2 separate regions of the Nothobranchius furzeri genome follow, and region 1 is linked to region 2. The links are chromatin contacts, called in public Micro-C maps. All regions are on one chromosome and are shown on one strand. The core of a region is the stretch at or near the end of the contact, and the rest is flanking DNA. Distances in the headings are between cores, read along the strand shown.

Region 1 (3,501 bases), core at 980-3,479, 350 kb after region 2:
CATGTCAATGTTCACTCTGGTTTTAGCTTTTTTGATTCGGTTCCAGAAAAATAACTCTCTTTCTTGTATGTTCATGTTCTGCCATGATGCCAAAAAAACCTTCTTCTTCTTGTGTCTTTTATTGGTGGTCGGAGAACTGAAGAAGCTACTTCCTAGCCTTTATATGAGCTACCAGCACAGTAAACATCAGAAGTGTGGACTTGAGTCTCATGACTTGGATTCGAGTCAGACTCGAGTCATTATTTTAATGACTCCTGACTTGACTTAATAAAATCTATAAAGACTTATGACTTGATTCGGACTTGAACGGCAACGACTTGCAACTTGAATCGACTTGCATCTGTTGACTTGAGGATGACTTGAGCATATTTGATACTTTAGCACAAAAGTGGCAGGGCATGGACAAAAATCATAAATCATTCTTGGTTCTGGGTTTGATCTGGTACTGCTGAACGCAGCAGCACTTTGTTTGGAATCAGTTTCAGATGCACTTCCTGCTTGTTTGAGCAAATAAATGAAGCTTTAAGAAGCTTTATTTCTGAATTTTATTTATTATCATTGTCATTAAATTTAAGTTGGACAAATGACTTGATAATGACTTGAAAATTCTAAGTTAAGGACTTGGACTTAACTTGGACTTCTACACCAATGACTTTGGACTCGACTTGGACTTGGTTGTTTTTGACTTGGACTTGACTTGAGACTTGACTGGAAAGACTTGTGACTTTCTTGTGACTTGCAAAGCAGTGACTCGGTCAAACCTTTGGTGAAAGCCTTTGCCATGAAGCAGGTAGAGACCACTGGTGTTTTTGCTAGAACCACAAGTACAGTTTCTGGTCAGCAGAGGGCAGCAGAGTGCTGTCCCATGTGATGAGGTTTCTGCCTCTAGAACCACTGAAACCAGTTTGAAAGCTTAAAGTTGAAAGTGTTAAAACTCTGGTCTTGCTTTGAACAAAGCTGCTGGAAAGAGATTTCCTCAGCAGTTCCAAATTTTCCCCAAATGTGGAAAAGTTTAAAGGAATTCACTAATGGTTAAAGTTAAAAAGTTAAAGTCCCATTAGTTGTCACACACACAGGTGTGTGTGCGAAATTTATTCTCCGCATTTGACCATCCCCTGGGGGAGCGGTGAGCAGCAGACACAGCTGCGCTCGGGAACCATTTGGTGGTTTAACCCCCCAATCCAACCCCTTAATGCTGAGTGTCAAGCAGGGAGGCATTGGGTCCCAATTTTTCAAAGTCTTTGGTATGACCCGACCAGGAATCGAACCCTGATCTCCCAGTCTCAGGGCGGACACTCTACCACTAGGCCACTGAGAAAAGTGCACAATGATGCACAAGCAGAGCTGAAATAACAAATAAAAACAGTATTTTAGAACTTTTGATTGGAAAGAATAATAAACAAAACTTTAAGCATTTATACATGAAAATATGTCATAAAGAATCTGCAAATAGAACCACTTGTTCACACGGTGGGTTTGTGAATTAAAGTGTTTCTAGTGCGAGCAAACATCAGATTTAGTTCTTGTCAGCTGACTCTATAGATTTAGTGTGTGTGTGTGTGTGTGTGTGTGTGTGTGTGTGTGTGTGTGTGTGTGTGTGTGTGTGTGTGTGTGTGAGTCTAGAAGTAGGTCAGTAGTGAAAATGCTCTCAGCTGTCCTCACACGGCCTCTGTTGGGCCATCTCACCACTCGTGTCAACTATAGTTTCCTCCTCCTCCTCCTCCCTTCTCCCCATCTCCCCCTGCACCTCCTCTATTATCCCTTCCTCTCTGCTCTGATTAGGAGTGCAGGTCCTGCTTTGGTTCATATGGGTCTTGTACAGGTTAACCGTTCAGCCACAGCCTCTCCTTTTCCTCTTTTATCCCAAAAACAGTTGTGGCTTTTCCCTCCTGCTGCTGCTGTTGCAGGAGTGTTTTCCCAGCGGTCCTTGTCAGACCAGTTTGTGGTGTGTAACTGGTGTTTTTGAGGGAGATCCAAAGCCACAAAATGGGGGCAGCACTTGTTTTTGTGACCATGAATCAGCCGTTTTCCCTCTGATGTGTCAGTTATTCAGGCCAACCACCCCCCCCACCCCCCACCCCCCACTGCAAAAACAAATACACTGAGGTGGAAACAAGCTCGCTGTGGCACCCTGATTCCAACAACACGTCTTCCAGTAAGGCAGCATAATTCCCAGATTTGTGGACAAATGGTGTATTACCTAACCTCAAACCAGCTTTACATGATTTACAGTACAGAGAGGAGAGGGTTATTTTTGAGTTCACACTGCCACCTGCTGGTCGACCTAAACTCAGGAAGACAAACCACTTAAACGTGCCAAACCCCCTCGCCAACAAGCCCCCCTCAAAAATGAATGTTGATCCTGGACAGAAATGAACCGAAACTTTCTCTAAACCCAGTTAAACGTAAACTAAAGCAGATTCTGCAGGAGCTTCGGTGCAAAAATGGTTATTAGATATGCAGAAAACAGCCAGTTGCCTGGACTGGTTACATTGGTTTCTATGGCACCTCTCAGGCGCACTTGGCAAAGGAGCTGAATAGCTCAAATGATTGAAGTGGGTCAAAATAGTTCAGAGAAGCTGGACTACAGAAAATAAGCAGCTGCTGTTTAAAAAATGTTTTTTTTTAGAAAACTGTTATTTTGACAAGAATAAAAAATTCTTAGGGCAACATCTGCATGAACTAGGAAAGATTTAAACAATTTGAACCTTAAATTAATCTAAAATAAGCCCAATTAGCCAAACATTATAACCACGTCTCTGCACTACAAACGAGCACTTACCTATAATTGTGGTAATAAAGTATAAGTAAAGGTTGATTTAAAATGTCTTTACCTTTACTCCAAAATATTTGACGTATAGACAACAGTTTTGGACTGTGACACGTTTATTTCCAGGGGTCTTTTTTACAAAAAAAGTTTCATTTATTTTATTTTTTATTTATTGAGAAATTATATTAGATAAATTCTATATGTGCCACACTATTCTTATTTATTTAATAAAATTATTACTGATAATTCACACTAGAAGGCATTTCTAACCCCTTTTTTTAAATTCCACACACTAAATACAGGAATCCATTCTTAGACCAATCTGGAATCATCGGGGCTCAACGACGCTTGTGTCTCAACAAAAGCTCAGATGCCTCGGACACAAATAAAGTTTAATAACTCATAATTCACTTGTTGATCTGTTTGACTTATCTCAGAATTTATTGTGGAATCATGTTTGTTAAGACTAAATCTTTTATTTATAAAAATGTTGTTTTGAGTAAAAGTATTTACTTTTAGTGATAAACACTCTTGCCTTCATTGGCCATCTCCTTGTCTCTGATGACTGCTGCAGATGTGAGTCATCAGTGTCAAACGCAGCTTGACACCACAGACAGGCGTGGCTTTTAATTAACTGGAGCAGGAAAAAGCTGAGAAAAAAGCCTGTCATTGGAAAAAAATCTCATTAGAAATTTTACAAAGAAAAGCATTAAGGCATTTTGTTTATCTAC
Region 2 (3,769 bases), core at 211-2,710:
CTACAGACAGATTTCTTTTCATCAGGAATGAGACGTACTTTTCTTTTCCTTTCTCCCGGTTTTCCGGCAGCGCCGTTCATTTCTCCAAAAGCTTTTTATCTGCTTAAATTTGTGACACCAGTGGTTCTTGATTACTGCTTTAGACTATTCCAAACCTTGAGTGGTTCGGTTTTGAACTTTTGTTGCTAAGCAATGTTGCCAAAACTCTGCTTATTGGTTAGGAGCTGGCACTTTTGCCTGGCAACATTACCTGATTGTGTATTCTGGAGACACTGGCAAGAGCTTCCAGTTGCAAAAAAAAAAAAAAAAAAAAACTATTCTGCCAGGAAAAAAAGAAAGTCTCAGAATATGGCATCGATCTGCTTCTAAAGGCCCTGTGTTATTTCACTAGCTTGTCTCTAAATGCACCCACACAAAAAGAAAGCAGGTTTTATGTTTTAGAACAAGCAGAGGGATGACTCTGCAGGTATTCTGAACATTTTGACCTTTAATAAACTCTTAAATATACATTAAGAGTATCAGATGACTTCAGATCAGTAAAATTTGTTGTGAAATTTTTACACACCTAAGGAGTGAAAATGCAGAAAATGGTAAATGCAAATCTTTATTTAGAAAAAGAGTAAAATAAGAGTAATATTGTCTTGCATAATTTTTTTTAATGTTAGCCTTTTAGGGATTTACTCTGTTTTATTTCTGCAAACACACAAAGCCTCCAAGGATGTTCAAACCACTTATTACATCTAGGGGGGCAATTCTTTTTTTTTTCTTGGTGTCAGGTTGGTTTGGATGGGATTTTTGTTTCTTAATTAATTAAATAACCATCAGTCTTATATTTAATACGTTATCTTTGTCTGATTGCGAAGTTTCTTCGCAGATCTGAAAAATCTAAAGCAGAAATGAAATACCCTTGGATTGTATTTCTAACTAGTGTTGAATTAAAAAAATTGTCAAACTTAATATTTCTTGAAGTGACTTTGAAAATAAATTAAAAAAAATCACAAGTTCACTTTAATCAATTTTTCTAGTTTGAGATTTTGCACCTTTTCTTAAAACTTGACATAATCAATTAAAAACATTTTAATTATATTAAAACCTTAAGGAAGTAGTTTCCACATCTGCCTGCTGGTGTCGCTGTTTACCGCTTTTTTTCCTCATGTGAAGGGACGTTCCTACATTTATTGCATCTAATCCGCACCAACAAGCCCATCTATCAAAAATGCATGAAGCGGATAAAACGCGAACAGCCGCCTGCTGAACATGGGGACTTTAATTCATCTGCTTTAAATCCGAACCACTCAGATTTTTAAATAGTTTTTCTTTTTTTTGATGAGCTGCTGAACAGACCAGTCGATGCTGCTACAGCAGGCTGCTCATGAGGTCAGCCATGGGATCAAACAGGTGTTTAAAATAAATTAAGCGCGGACATTTTTTGCATGATTTTGCATATTGTATGTTCTGTATACAGAAAATGTCACGTTTTGCAAAAATTTCAATACGATTTAAAACGCGATGGGAAAGGGTTGCATATAGTTTGTTGTTGCTCAAATAAATAAATAAGTGGGTGATATACATCCGAAATTACATAAATGTGAATTGCAGAGCGCAGAGAAGAAAAACGAACGTACTATAGCAGATAAGTGATTTTTTGGTGTAAATAAAATGAACTAAAATGGTTTTATTGCAGTAGTGGTTGATGTATGGGACGCTACTGGGAGTGATTAATCACAGGCATCCATGCTGCAAGTCATGAAACAGCAGAAACGTGCAGATCGGTGCTGCCGGAGGGGGAGCAGAGGTGCTGTGCTCCCACATGCCTGCGCCTCTCTCCCCGAAACCCGAGCCGGGCGGCCAGCCCCCTCAACCAGGAACAAACTTTTCTGTACATTTTCACGTCACCTGGACGCCGAACATAAATTTGGCATCCTATGCAAATATATGCTGACGTAAAAGATCATGTGGTTTTTGTCGTCGATCCCCCCTATGAGCAACGAGGAGGCTTTTTCTTTTTTTCCTCCTGTCTACTGTTGTCTTTAGGTTAGCTATGCTACAATCTTTACTGTACCCAGCGCTAGCTATATGCGCTCCGCACCGCACCACTCTGGATATCTGGGAATAAAACCAACTTCCAGCCTGTCGCGCCTCGAAACTACACGCCGCTCACAGGTAGGATGCGTGGAAAACTTCTCATTATTTAACTCCTCGGGAGGAATTTTCACCAAAGTGACCGCAAAAGTGAAGTTATTAAAGCGGGTTGTTTTGCAGCCTGTCTGGGTCTCTCTGCCCTGGCTGCTGCTGCTAGCGACCGTCCCCCCTCCATCACAGCCTCCCAGAGTGGGAATCACCTTGCTATCACCCTAACCGGGAATAAAACTCGCATATTCCCAATTGTTTGGTAACTTTTGTAGCGTGTGAGAGCACGAGCCTCGGTTATATGTTTATTTTGGGATAGTTGTCAGACAAGTGAACACCGTCCGGCTCGCAATGATTTCGGGAAGCCAACTTCTGCCGTCACCCCCCTCGCCACCAACCGGTGAAAGTGCCCATAATAAATGTATTAGCCGGGGGAGCTAACCGCTAGCCAGTTAGCCCCCCGCTAATGACAGGCAGCCCGGCGGAGCTAAGTGCTTTAGCCCTAGCCTTTCCCCACGCAGAGGCTGCCCCTCTCTGGATGGTATCCTTTTCAAGCCGGGAAACGTTTTTATGTTTTTGGGCTCCTACTCCAACAAGTTTCTCAGCCGAGTGATGTAGAGGGGAAAAACGAATGTAAACACAGCTTTTAGGTGGCGACACGGTATCAGCGGAGCAGCAAGTGGCGGCTTTTCGGTTGCGGTTGTCGGTGCAAGTGTTGTTGTTGTTACCGCTGTAGGTCGGTTCAAACTGGGGTAGCTAGCAGACAGCCAGTCTGGCTGCCTGGGTCATCTGAGGTGAAGCCGCCGTCAGCGGGCTGCATGGAAACACTCTCTCCTCCTGTACGACTACTTTACTACTGTTGATAGTTCAACACTTTTATTTACTACAGACAAACTTTTTCCACTTTTCCACATTTTGAGGCGCATTGAAACAAACTGAACGTGGAGAGGTTTTTATTCACACGCGGACCTTTTTGATGTTGTAGATTTAGCGACGCTGCCGGATAATTTTTTATAAAACTGCTTTGTGTTCGTGATGAACACACACACGCGCGCGCGCGCGATAATAAGTCAGTAAAGTTAGTTTAATTATATGTTATTTTTTTCCTGATCGCCTTTGTGACACGAGCAGCTCCGGTTCAGAAGGCTGCTCTGCCCGCCTGAGCGAGCGCTGACTCGGTGCCAGTTAAAGGCAGACTGGTTCTTTACTGGTTTTCACTCTGATCCGAGCTGTCTGCGCTCACCAGTCAGCATTTCATCTATCACACAAGAAAAGGTCCTCTTAAACTGATGTTTTTGCACAATAACATGACAATAAGCAGTGGCGAACCTAAAAAAATGTATAGAGTGGCAGAAGAGGGGCAAAAAGGTCTTCAGGGTGGCACAAATCACGATTTTATCGTTCACTCAGAAACATGCTTTCATTGTCATTTCATCATTAATTACATAGTTGTACATGCATTTGTTTTGTTTATATTTTATGACCTTATTTTATCAGCTTATGTCATAATCACTGTGCTCAGACACACAACGTTCACAATGTCCGATCTGCCACTGCTGTAATTTATTGCTGCCAGCTGGGTTGGCAAATGGGGTGGCATGGTTTTCTGTTAGGGTGGCAATTGCCACCCTATGTCACC

Evidence for each region. Hi-C and Micro-C count contacts between places; a contact is called where the count stands out from the background.
Region 1: a Micro-C map of tail fin shows a contact between it and region 2, with 11 times the contacts expected there. The contact joins the enhancer-like site here to the promoter of LOC107394422 in region 2. A contact is called at or near these places in 2 of 2 Hi-C or Micro-C datasets (skeletal muscle and tail fin).

The regions. Positions count from the first base shown.
Region 1 is chr19:11,865,327-11,868,827 of NfurGRZ-RIMD1, forward strand. No RefSeq gene overlaps it. Among protein-coding and RNA genes, the nearest start is that of LOC139064271, 130 kb to the left of the region's middle. Within about 2 kb of position 2,230, at least 3 of the 3 cell types and tissues checked have an H3K27ac peak or open chromatin away from gene starts, as enhancers often do. A contact at or near this core is called in tail fin, where this site is marked.
Region 2 is chr19:11,519,801-11,523,569 of NfurGRZ-RIMD1, forward strand. It overlaps LOC107394422 (zinc fingers and homeoboxes protein 2), which reads left to right and starts at 1,461. Exons shown (of 4, transcript XM_015973353.3): 1 at 1,461-2,163.